Linked DNA regions of Zea mays: region 1 is linked to region 2. The links are chromatin contacts, called in public Hi-C maps. All regions are on one chromosome and are shown on one strand. Each heading gives the region's core, a stretch centred on a gene start, on an enhancer-like site or on the middle of the called end of the contact. The rest is flanking DNA. Distances are from core to core; before and after follow the strand shown. Region 1 holds the start of LOC109944021 (BCL-6 corepressor-like protein 1). Region 2 holds the start of LOC103646920 (probable beta-D-xylosidase 7).

Region 1 (6,037 bases), core at 970-3,469, 450 kb before region 2:
TCACTCAATATAGAACACGACAACTAGAGCAAAGCATCGACTTCTCTAAACAACCATTTGCAACTACCATACTTCATTAATCAAGCCAAGGACTAACCCAATCTAGTTACCTACACAAAAGAAATTTCAAGCAAATCATTTTAATGTCTGCTGATTTTGGACAGCAGCACAATGGTTAATTGTTTTATTCATAACTCACAAAATATGCATCTAAAAATAGTAAACTAGGACTTTCTCGAAAGCTTATAAAGTCCTCTACACCTTTGGTATTATCATCACAATAAGATTCGACCTTTAGAAAGGTCAAACAGAACTAAACATAAACTCTGTCCAGATTTGTACAGAATTCGACTACTTACTTCAAAAATTCATAACTGGAGTTTCAGACATCCAAATCAGGTGATCCTAGACTTTTTAGAAAGCTAATAGAATTCTCTACAATTCATTTATGAACATCCCAAGTTAATTTAATATATATCAAGGTCAGAAAACATGAGAAAGGCTCTGCTGTCCAAATAGGGACAGATTCAGAGATCCTAACTCAAACAGTTGTAACTTAATTTATAGATCACTAAAAAAGGTGATCCAAAATTTGTTGGAAAGGCTAAGGAAAGTACTACAATTCTCCTATAATTTCTAATGACTGATTCTCATTTTAACTTAGCCAAACAACCCAATTTTCGAAACCTGTATAAAATTTGGACAGATTCTGAAACTGGACTTGGAAAAATCATAACTTCTAAACTACAAGACCTATGGTCATGAAATTTTAGCACAAGCAAGATAAAGAAGTTATCTACGACTTTTATATATAACACTTTCACAGAAAACATGATTTACTTCACTAAACTACCTGCATACTAAAACTGAACACAGTCCAAACAACAAGTCCAAACAGCAAAAATTCAATTTAGTTCCTATTTTGGTTAACCACAGCTTACCAACGCATCAATCAAAGCATTCCTTGCCTAAACAGAACCATACTCTGTGTTTTATAACATCCATTTAATTATACTTAACATATGTACTCTCTAAAGCACTCCTCGTAAAATCTGCACCTAATACCTAAACTTCCCCTCAAACAATACTTCTACTATCCAATCATGACGTCAAAAAAAATCATGGCACACAACCAAATTATTTCATCATACATCAAATACCATTACAACAATAATTATATAACCAAATCATTCATTAACTAAGTAGTCGGAGAAACGACTTGGCTCACCACATCATGCTCCGACTCGATTTCAGCAAGAACGAAGACGACCACCAGTTCGAGCATATCATCGAACACCTAAGGAGCGTTAAACTTAACCTTATTCTCCACCTAATTCTCCAAGGATTTTACTCCATATCGCACACATCAACACACATAAAACATCACATCAGCGGGGTATTAACAAAGAACTAGTAAAACAACAAAGGTATTTAGAGATCACCATGGGAGCAGCAGAGGTTGCGTGGTTCCACAAGGCCGCAACCATGGAGAAAACTGGAGCAGGGAGGGAACGGCGTCCATGGGAGGAGTTGGGGTCGGCCATGGGAGATGGCTGGAAATGGCCATAGGAACAAGGGAGGGGCTGGGAGCATCCACTTGCTGCAGAAAGGGGAGGGCACTGCTTGCTGCTAGCGTGGGGAGGGCGATAGCATCCACGCTGTAGGGACAAGCTCGGCCATGGGCAAGGTGCTGTTGTGGGGGAGGCAGCCTTGGTTGGGGCGTCAGCTTGGAGAGGGGGCAGCGAGCAGCATCGGCTTGGAGAGCTAGAGCCAGGGAGGGACAACGGCAGCTGCTGTTTCATAACTGCAACCAGAGAAGGAGACGCTATGGGGAGGAGCAAAGGACGTGGCCTTGGGCGACCAGGGGAAGGAGTGCGCCATAGGAGGGAGAAATGGATGGAGCGGGGAACAAGACGGATGCCGCGGCCAGAGGAAGTCGAGGCTGACAGCGTCCATGGCTGGGGCAAGGGCGAGCGCCAGGGAATAGGAACCGCGAGCAGGGAGGGCGGGCGGTGCTGTTGCCAGGAGCTGGAAGCGCCGCCATGGAAAGCAAGGGCGGCGGCTAGAGGATGAGAACGAGCGTCGGCTTGTGCAGGTGATGAGGACGTACGGGAGGTTCCAAAAATTGAGTACGTGGAAGAATTTCGAAAATTTCTAGGCATGGGGCGGATGAGATCGGCACCAGGAATGGTGGCTTCACGAAGGGGATAAGTTAGAGGGTTTAGGCGGTGGAAGGGAGAAAAGAAATTCAGATTTTTGCTCTTTTCTCCAATTTTTGTTACAAAAGACTTACACAGATAATCTAGTTCTCAGATTTGGTCTGCGCGAGATGTAACCGGAAGAAACAAAAGATACTAGTCAAACTAGTACAAACTGCGCTTGATTTAATTTAGAGCAGATAATTTACTGGACGAATAAATCTCAATTATAAATCCTCAGACGCGATTTCTCAGTTGACAAGCGGAGACGAAATTATTTTGCACCAAAAACTTTAGTTGTCGAGATCCACTTAATTTATCTGGGATAAGATAGTATTGTTCCATTGATTTATCTCGGATCGAATAAATTCGCCCGCAACCAAATACTTGGATTTCTCTACCATAATTAGCGTGCAGGATGAAACCAACCTTGGTTATCGACTTTGCGTGTGTTTTCCTCGAATAGCACGCGCAGTCCAGATTTATGAAATTAGTCGATTCCCAAATTTTACACTCGCTAGCATGTCGAACATGCGACAACGGAGTGACGGAAGGCGCGGCACGTAGTGAAGAGTTGAATCGGTGGCCGATTCGGATAAACGAAAGGGATAGCGGTAGGGAGATAAGGTGCACACGGGGACCTCCACGGAGACGATACGTGTCTTTCACGTAAGTGAGAAGCTGTGCGTTGTCACACACAGGGTTGCGCCCGCCACACGTGTCACAATGTCAGGCCACAGAGAGACACGTGCAACGTAAGCGTGAAAGAATTTCAAACGAAATAAGGAACCAGATTCGATTTCAAGGATTAGAGTTTGGGCAAGACGTCGATGGCTCAACCCAAACGATACTGGATTCGATGTTTCGAAAATTACTAAAGTCTGAATTTTGCAAAATAAATTAGTACAATATAGACAGATGGAGACAGATACGATATCAAAATCGTGATAAATAAGGATGATTAAAATTTAGTGACCTTTACATTCACCGCTATCACGTGTTAATGTTCGCACTCGTGGTCGAGCAGACGATAAACACCTAGGGTGTTACACCTCGGTCCTGGGCAAGCGCGGTCTGAGTCTGCTGAAGTAAGATGCCTCTGGAACTTATTGGTTATTTTGGGGGGCGATATGGAAGCAGCTAGCTTCCTTTCCCTTATTACATTACCAGCCCACCACTATTCCAAAAACCTTAGCTTCATATGGCTCCTCTATGATCAGGTTCTCAAAAGAATTTCCTTTCCTTGGAAAAACCAAGGACAACCCCTATCTCAGTCTCCTTTCTCTTTTGGGAGCAGAGCTGAGCTTCAAAGTTTAGAGTAACTATGAGATTTAGTAGAATCGATATGAAGAAAAGAAAAATGCTCTTTTCCTTCTTTATCTTTTTTATCATCTCTTCTATTTTTGTCTTACTAGGGGGGACGCACGGGTCTTACGACTTGCTTACTCACTGAGCAAGGAAGCCTTAGTCAGGCTCTTACTTCGGAATGGCTGCTCCTCTGTGACTCTCATCATGGCCGTTGGGTAAAGTATCTACTCTCTAGTCGTATGTATCCTGAGAAGGGAGTGACCCAAAACGGAGGAATGCTTGTTCGTCTCATTCGGATATGTATGGCCGGTGTCTGGTAGCTCCCTATGACTATTCCTATTGGGATGGCAATCTCATCTCGAATCATATATCGTGTGTTCGATGTTCCTTTCGTTCGCATATCTTTGAATCGAATCAGCTTCTACGGGCGGGGGATAACCGAAATAGAAGTGCTGCCGGGGTGATTGATAGTTTCGCCCCTGTCTTCTCTAGAAATTGAGGTGCAGTCCAGGGAATTAAGAAATCAGAGAAATGAATTTAGAAATGGATTTTAATATGAAAATAATGGCTATAATTTATTTAATTCATAGAAAATCCATTCTAGCTCCAAATTAATTCATTTCAGTTCCTATAATTTTGTAATATTATTGTTTATCAATTAGTGCCACTGTTTCGACATGAAAGCCACTTTAAAATTTATTTTCTAATTAATCTTATATAAAATACATAAAACCTTAGGAAATTCATAACTCCTTCGTTTTAACTCCGATTTGATCCGTTCAAATTGCGCTAGTCTCATATAAATATTTACTATGCAATAACAACACTTATTATACCATGTCTCATTATTTTATAATTAGATCTGTATTTAACTTATGTTGGTTAGTCTTGTTAATCTGCTCATCTACTAAAATATGATCTATGGTCAATTAATAATTTAGATTAAAGTTATATTAATTACTACTATAGGTTACCTTTTCTCTGGGATTACAAAATAAACATAGAACCTGGTGTTAATCATTTAATCACATCATAACTTGATGACCACGACTCCAATCTTAGTAGTTCTCGATCCCACGATCTCGTAGCTTCGCGTAGATCATTATTATGCAGTTTGTTCTTATGTATAGTGTGATGTTAATTTTGTCTATACCATGTTTGTTTGTATTGCTACGACTAGCGCGAGGTTTTGAGGATCTGAAGAATCATCCTAGTAATTGGAATCTCGAGTGCCACGCAAATTGTGCCCTTGATCACTTCTTTTTACCTAGTCATGTTCTGATTAATCATAATGATCTGCATAGGTTAATTTTGATGGGATCCAATAGGTTACCCTAATTTGACTATCTTTATACCTTGTTTACCACTGAATGTTTGGGTAGTACCTGCTATTGCTTTATGTGGTTTTGGGTATAGAGATACACATTATTATTCATGATTATACTTTTATTATTAGTTGTTATTTACTGTTCATGTTAAGATCATTATGTTAATTGGAACATGGAGCGACCACCCGGGAAAACAGTGTACCACAAGGGTGGTATGGGACGCCCTTGGCTGACTAATTAGGAAAGCTAGTGGAGGACTACCTTACCCGAAACGGGCAAGGGTAGTAGGGGAGTGGTCAGTGTAGGGAGGCCCTTGGGTTGATTTTGCTGCGATGGCGGTCAGGCGAGGGGTCCCTGCATTGGAGCTTCCTAGAAACTGTAGCGGGTTTTCTGAAGCTAGTGGAACTTTGTAAAGGCCTCGTAGTGTTACCCTGCCTCGCCTCCTAGGTAGAGGTGTATGGGAGTCGCTATCCCTTGGCAGATGGGTAACATGACTGGTGGGTAAAGATGTGCAACCATTGCAGAGTGTAAAACTGGTATGCTAGCCGTGCTCACGGTCATGAGCAGCTCGGACCCTCACATGATTAATTTATGGAACTTAAATTCAAGTTGTCGTTTGCATTGCATGGGATTATTTATTAATTTTGTTCTATTATTCTTATTATGGTTTGGTATTCACTTATATTTAGTAACTGCTAATAAAACTTTGACCAACTTATAAAAGCAATGCTCAGCTTCAACCTTTATTTTATTGATCCGCCTTGCACATCACATGAACTCCCACCTTTGGTGAGTTCATGCCACATTATTCCCCACAACTTGTTGAACTATGAACATGTGTGAGCTCACCCTTGCTGTCTCACACCCCCGATAGGAGAAGAACAGGTGGTTCAAGTGGAGCCACACATCGAGGAGTTCGATTCGATCTAGGTGGCATCTCCTAATTAACTTGCGCCAAGGATGATCCATAGTTCGTTTTATATTTATCTTTTATTTTTGTAAGACTTCCGCTATGTAATAAGTACTTTGATTTTATTGTGACATTTATCTCTATACACTCTGTTATTATATATGTTGTCTTCTTTGGCGCATGTATGAGATGCACCCAGCTTTGTCCTTTAAAATCGGGTGTGACAGAAGTGGTATCAGAGAAATGTTGACTGTAGCACGAAACCTAGATGGAAATGGACATACCCTTACCTT
Region 2 (6,411 bases), core at 1,327-3,826:
GAGACGGAGCGCGAAGGGGGAGAAACCGGAGGGAGACAGGCATAAAAGGGGAAACCCGCGGCCTTCGTGTTTGTCCCGCGCCCAGGTCGGGTGCGCTTGCAGTAGGGGGTTACAAGCGTCCGCGCGGGAGGGAGCGAGAGGCTTATGCGCGCGCCGTCCCATCCTTCCCCGCGCGGCCAACCCTCTGTAAGAGGGCCCTGGACCTTCCTTTTATAGGCGTAAGGAGAGGGTCCAGGTGTACAATGGGAGATGTAGCAGTGTGCTAACGTGTCTAGCAGAGAGGAGCTAGTGCCCTAAGTACATGCCGTCGTGGCAGCCGGAGAGGTATTGGCACCCTGTTCATGAGATGTCGTGGCCGTCGGAGGAGCGCTGGAGCCTAGCGGAAGGACAACTGTCGGGGCTGTCGAGTCCTTGCTGACGTCTCCTTGCTTCCGTAAGGGGGCTGAGAGCCGCCGCCGTCATGGAGCACGCGGGGCGCCATCATTATTTGTTTTATCAGGGCGAGCCAGATGGGACGCCGGTCTTGTTCCCCGTAGCCAGAGCTAGCTAGGGGTAGGGTAATGATGGCCCCTCCTATGACGTGGTCGGTCCGAGCCCTGGGCCGGGCGAGGCGGAGGCTCCTCCGAGGTCAAGGTCGAGTCTGTCTTCCGAGGTCGAGGTCGAGTTCGAGCCCCTGGGTCGGGCGAGGCGGAGACCGTCGGCTGAGGCCAGGGCCGAGTCCGAGCCCTGGGGTCGGGCGAGGCGGAGTTCGTCGTCTTCCGGGGCCGAGGCCGAGTCCGAGCCCTGGGGTCGGGTGAGGCGGAGTTCGTCGTCTTCTGGGGCCGAGGCCGACTCCGAGCCCTGGGTTGGGCGAGGCGGAGTTCGTCGTCTTCCGGGGCCGAGGCCGAGTCCGAGCCCTGGGGTCGGGCGAGGCGGAGTTCGTCGTCTTCCGGGGCCGAGGCCGAGTCCGAGCCCTGGGTCGGGCGAGGCGGAGTTCGTCGTCTTCCGGGGCCGAGGCCGAGTCCGAGCCCTGGGGTCGGGCGAGGCGGAGCTTCTTATGGCGCCCGAGGCCGGACTTGGCTGCTGTCAGCCTCACTCTGTCAAGTGGCACAGCAGTCGGAGTGGCGCAGGCGGCGCTGTCTTCTTGTCAGGTCGGTCAGTGGTGCGGCGAAGTGACTGCGGTCACTTCGGCTCTGTCGACTGACAAGCGCGCGTCAGGATAAGGTGTCAGGCCATCCTTGCATTAAATGCTCCTGCGATACGGTCGGTCAGCGTGGCGATTTGGCCAAGGTTGCTTCTTGGCGAAGGCTGGGCCTCGGGCGAGTCGAAGGTGTGTCCGTTGCTTGAGGGGGCCCTCGGGCGAGACGTAAATCATTCGGGGTCGGCTGCCCTTGCCCGAGGCTGGGCTCGGGCGAGGCGAGATCGTGTCCCTTGAGTGGACCGAGCCTTGACTTAATCGCACCCATCAGGCCTTTGCAGCTTTGTGCTGATGGGGGTTACCAGCTGAGATTAGGAGTCTTGGGGGTACCCCTAATTATGGTCCCCGACAGTACCGTTGGGCCAGAGCTTCCTATAGTTATTGGAAGCTCAGGACTTCAAATATACAGACTATATATATATATGTTTGTGTGTGTAAATATATGTAAAATTTAAATTTGAAAAAGGGCGTGGAAACTACCACCGACGGTCTAATAAAGAAAACCGATAGTGGAAAATTCATTTTCACTGGCAGTTATATTAAGCAAACCGCAAGTAGAAATATCATTTTCACTGGCAGTTAGTTAAGAGAAGGGCCAATGAAAATGTTATTTTCACTGGCGATTTTATTAAGAAAACCACCTGTGAATATAGCATTTCCACTGGCGGTTATATTAAACAAACCGTAAGTAGAAATGTCATTTTCCACTAGCAGTTATTTAAGAAAACGGCGAGTGGAATCGTTATTTTCACTGGCGGTTTTTTAAGAAAACCATCAGTATAAATGTTATTTTGACTAGCGGTTTTTTTTAAAAAACCGACAGTGAAAATAACATTTTAACGGGCGGTTCCAAAATAACCGTAAGCGGAAATATCAATTTACACTGGCCTCTAAAACTAGCGGCACTGAAAAACACAAATAAAAATAACTCTAAGACCGCCACTATAGAGATTTTGTATACTAACGTGAAAATACTAATTCTCATTAAATACACTAGGTAGTAAGTCCAACGCGCACCGATTAACTTGTACACTTTTTTGAAGGACGATTTGGCATACACTTCACCACGCCACTAATAGTTGGTGAATCGAGGAAAGATTAATTTAACTGAAAACAGGCAATGTATGGCTTAAGCACTACGACTAGGTGATGAAATGTGTATACGTGAGTATACCCGAGATTGATTTGCCGAGATGATAACAGTAAAAGATACTACCGTATATATCGACGGATTATTTGGAACCAAACATGAAAGTTGAAATAAAAAATTATTGATCTTATATCCGTTTATGTGAAAGGTTCTAACTAGAAAAAAAGATCTAGCTGGAAAACGTGGCAGCCATCCATTGGGCGAGGACGTTTATATAAGCGCACTGGCACTGGTCCTTGGCTCCTCACGTCTTCTCCCTCCTATCGCGCGCTAAGTACTTGCTTCGATCGCCATGAATACCTTCTCCTCCCACAATGCAAGGACGGCGCTGCTGCTCCTTGCACTGTCCTTTTCATTGGCCGTGGCGAGCGACCCCATGTTCTCGTGCGGCCCGTCATCTGCGTCGCGGGCCTACCCTTTCTGCGACCGTTCGCTCCCCGCGGCGCGGCGCGCGGCGGACCTGGTGTCGCGGCTGACGGTGGCGGAGAAGGTGTCGCAGCTTGGGGACGAAGCGGCGGGAGTGCCGCGGCTGGGAGTGCCTCCGTACAAGTGGTGGTCGGAGGGCCTGCACGGGCTCGCCTTCTGGGGCCACGGCATGCGGTTCAATGGCACCGTCAGCGCCGTGACCAGCTTCCCGCAGGTGCTGCTCACCACCGCCTCCTTCGATGAGAGCCTCTGGTTTCGCATCGGCCAGGTATGCGATACGCGCCTCTACCTGACATACCTGGCAGTATGGTATGGGGATGCATTGCACTATATGCTTACGTCAATAAACGTATTGGAAACACAGATGGCTAGCTAGGGGCAGATCGATACTGAAGCATGCACACGTATATTCAGTTCTACAGTATGTAATACAAACATGTCTATCCCTGTGAATGTCTGACATAGATTAGGCACTACAATGGTGGTTAGTACTTCAGTCGCCGCGGATGCCTAGACACGAATATGGTGGTTGTAACTTGTAACTAACGCCGTCACGATAGGTCCTGCTGTGGAGTAACAGTTAGGTACGTTCAGAATGTGACTCTGATAGGTCGCAGGTGTAGTACGATATGTTGTGGTTGCAAAGGTATATGCGTCTTCGCACTATGCAGGCCTAGTGCAGTACGCTCTGATAGATCGAGCACGACCCTGCTTTTGTTTGGGCGGCCTGCTCCGATCTATTGATTGGTATGCCAATTGCCAACCAATATATATACAACTGTTAGAGCTTCCCTCAGCCCATGCGGTGGGGCTCGGTGGTGAGGTCTGGTCGAACACCCGAATAATAAAAAACTATGGTTATGCTTACTGCGAACTGGGGTGTAAGAACAGAGTAAGCATCCTGTTGTCATCATCATTAGCCGAAAGCAGGTACCTTAGAGCAATGTGGTTACTGCGTTTGAATAATATGCCACGCAATGACGCAGTACTGTTCATCATTTAGGGTCGCATGTGCCTGTCGTTGTCACATTGCTTTGCACCCGCACCCTCCATGATCGATAAATGAGGGAACAGCAGTACAACTCACACCTATCGGTTACGAACTTGAACAATTGCCAAAGTTGCAGTCACCAAACTTGTTGAGCGTGCAATTCAAGCATGTCCTACAGTCGTGCATGCCATGCATGGTAATATTGTGACAATTTGATATATTCATCTCCACCTGTCATGCATGGTATCGTGCAGGCCATCGGCCGGGAGGCCCGGGCGCTATACAACCTGGGACAGGCGGAGGGGCTCACTATCTGGTCACCCAACGTGAATATCTTCCGTGACCCGCGCTGGGGCCGCGGGCAAGAGACACCCGGCGAGGACCCGGCGGTGGCCAGCAAGTACGCCGTCGCCTTCGTCCGGGGCATCCAGGGGAGCAACCCCGCCGGCGCGGCGGCCGCGCCGCTCCAGGCCTCCGCTTGCTGCAAGCACGCCACGGCCTACGACCTCGAGGACTGGAACGGCGTGGCGCGCTATAACTTCGACGCCCGGGTGACGCTGCAGGACCTGGCCGACACGTTCAACCCGCCGTTCCAGAGCTGCGTCGTCGACGGCAAGGCCAGCTGCGTCATGTGCGCCTACACTGTGATCAACGGCGTCCCCGCCTGCGCCAGCTCAGACCTGCTCACCAAGACGTTCCGAGGCGCCTGGGGCCTCGACGGCTACGTGTCCTCCGACTGCGACGCCGTGGCCATCATGCGTGATGCGCAGCGGTACGAGCCCACGCCGGAGGACACCGTCGCCGTCGCCCTCAAGGCTGGTAAGTTAAACATCCGGCCGGTGCTGGCCGGGGAACGTTTTACTAGTACTAGTCTTTTTATATAACCTGGCTTATATATCATTTCATTCAGGTCTGGACCTGAACTGCGGGACGTACACCCAGCAGCACGGCATGGCCGCCATCCAGCAGGGGAAGATGACGGAGAAGGACGTGGACAAGGCCCTCACCAACCTCTTCGCCGTGCGGATGCGGCTCGGCCACTTCGACGGCGACCCGCGCGGCAACGCGCTGTACGGCCGTCTCGGAGCAGCGGACGTGTGCACCGCTGACCACAAGAACCTCGCCCTCGAGGCGGCGCAGGACGGTATCGTCCTTCTCAAGAACGACGCGGGCATCCTCCCACTCGACCGCTCCGCGGTGGGCTCCGCGGCCGTGATCGGGCACAACGCCAACGACCCGCTCGTGCTAAGCGGAAACTACTTTGGCCCCGCGTGCGAGACCACCACGCCACTCGAGGGGCTGCAGAGCTATGTCAGGAACGTGAGGTTCTTGGCCGGCTGCAGCTCCGCGGCCTGCGGCTACGCCGCGACGGGCCAGGCGGCCGCGCTGGCGAGCTCGGCGGAGTACGTGTTCCTGTTCATGGGGCTGAGCCAGGATCAAGAGAAGGAAGGGCTGGACAGGACGAGCCTGCTGCTCCCTGGCAAGCAGCAGAGCCTGGTCACCGCCGTTGCCAGCGCGGCGAAGCGGCCGGTGGTCCTTGTGCTGCTCACGGGCGGCCCCGTGGACATCACGTTCGCGCAGTCGAACCCCAAGATCGGCGCAATCTTGTGGGCAGGCTACCCGGGCCAGGCAGGAGGGCTTGCCATCGCTAGAGTCCTCTTCGGCGACCACAACCCCAGCGGCAGGCTGCCCGTGACGTGGTACACGGAGGACTTCACTAAGGTGCCCATGACGGACATGCGAATGCGTGCCGATCCGGCCACCGGATACCCCGGCAGGACCTACCGTTTCTACCGGGGCAAGACCATCTACAAGTTCGGATACGGCCTCAGCTACTCCAAATTCTCACGCCAGCTAGTCACAGGAGACAAGAACCTGGCCCCTAATACGAGCCTACTTGCCCACCTTTCCGCGAAGACCCAGCATGCCGCCACGAGCTATTATCACGTCGATGACATCGGCACGGTCGGGTGTGAGCAGCTCAAGTTCCCGGCGGAGGTCGAGGTGCTGAACCACGGTCCGATGGACGGGAAGCACTCGGTGCTCATGTTCCTCCGGTGGCCCAATGCGACGGATGGACGGCCGGTGAGGCAACTGATAGGGTTCAGGAGCCAGCACATCAAAGCTGGGGAGAAGGCCAACGTCAGGTTCCATGTCAGTCCGTGCGAACACTTCAGTCGGACGAGGGCGGACGGCAAGAAGGTGATCGACAGAGGGTCTCATTTCCTCATGGTTGGCAAGGAGGAGTTGGAGATCAGCTTTGAAGCCTGATGCCGTAACAGGAAAAGCGTTATAATTTACAGGTGTCGCCGGGAAAGTTGGTAACTTCAGCATACAACACAAGAAGTCAAGTAATTTATAATTCATTCATATTTGCCTCTTCAAAATGTTGGGGCTTTTACATGTGATTTATTATTAAGCATATTTATCTATCAAATGTAATCATGTGTTAGGCGTAGAATATAGTTAATTTATTGTTAGGACCATGGTGGTCCCTAAAATCGCGCTCCTGGATGAGTTCTCTTAACAGAAGTGGGGGATGTGCACATGTGGTGCGACGTTTACTCGAGAAACAGAATATTAGCGTCTTTTTGGACAATCACTAAACAAACCATAAGGTCAGCGTGCGGCACGTCGACAGGCCACCCAAAGCCCCTAGTCGATATA

What was found. Hi-C and Micro-C count contacts between places; a contact is called where the count stands out from the background.
Region 1: a Hi-C map of leaf shows a contact between it and region 2, with 5 times the contacts expected there. The contact joins the promoter of LOC109944021 here to the promoter of LOC103646920 in region 2. A contact is called at or near these places in 2 of 25 Hi-C or Micro-C datasets (both in leaf).

What each region holds. Positions count from the first base shown.
Region 1 is chr2:123,098,127-123,104,163 of Zm-B73-REFERENCE-NAM-5.0, reverse strand. LOC109944021 (BCL-6 corepressor-like protein 1) reads right to left here and starts at 2,219. Exons shown (of 2, transcript XR_002267267.2): 1 at 1,229-2,219.
Region 2 is chr2:122,649,491-122,655,901 of Zm-B73-REFERENCE-NAM-5.0, reverse strand. LOC103646920 (probable beta-D-xylosidase 7) reads left to right here and starts at 2,576. Exons shown (of 3, transcript XM_008671536.2): 1 at 2,576-3,021; 2 at 3,999-4,563; 3 at 4,655-6,245. The coding sequence starts at 2,620. The coding sequence ends at 6,015.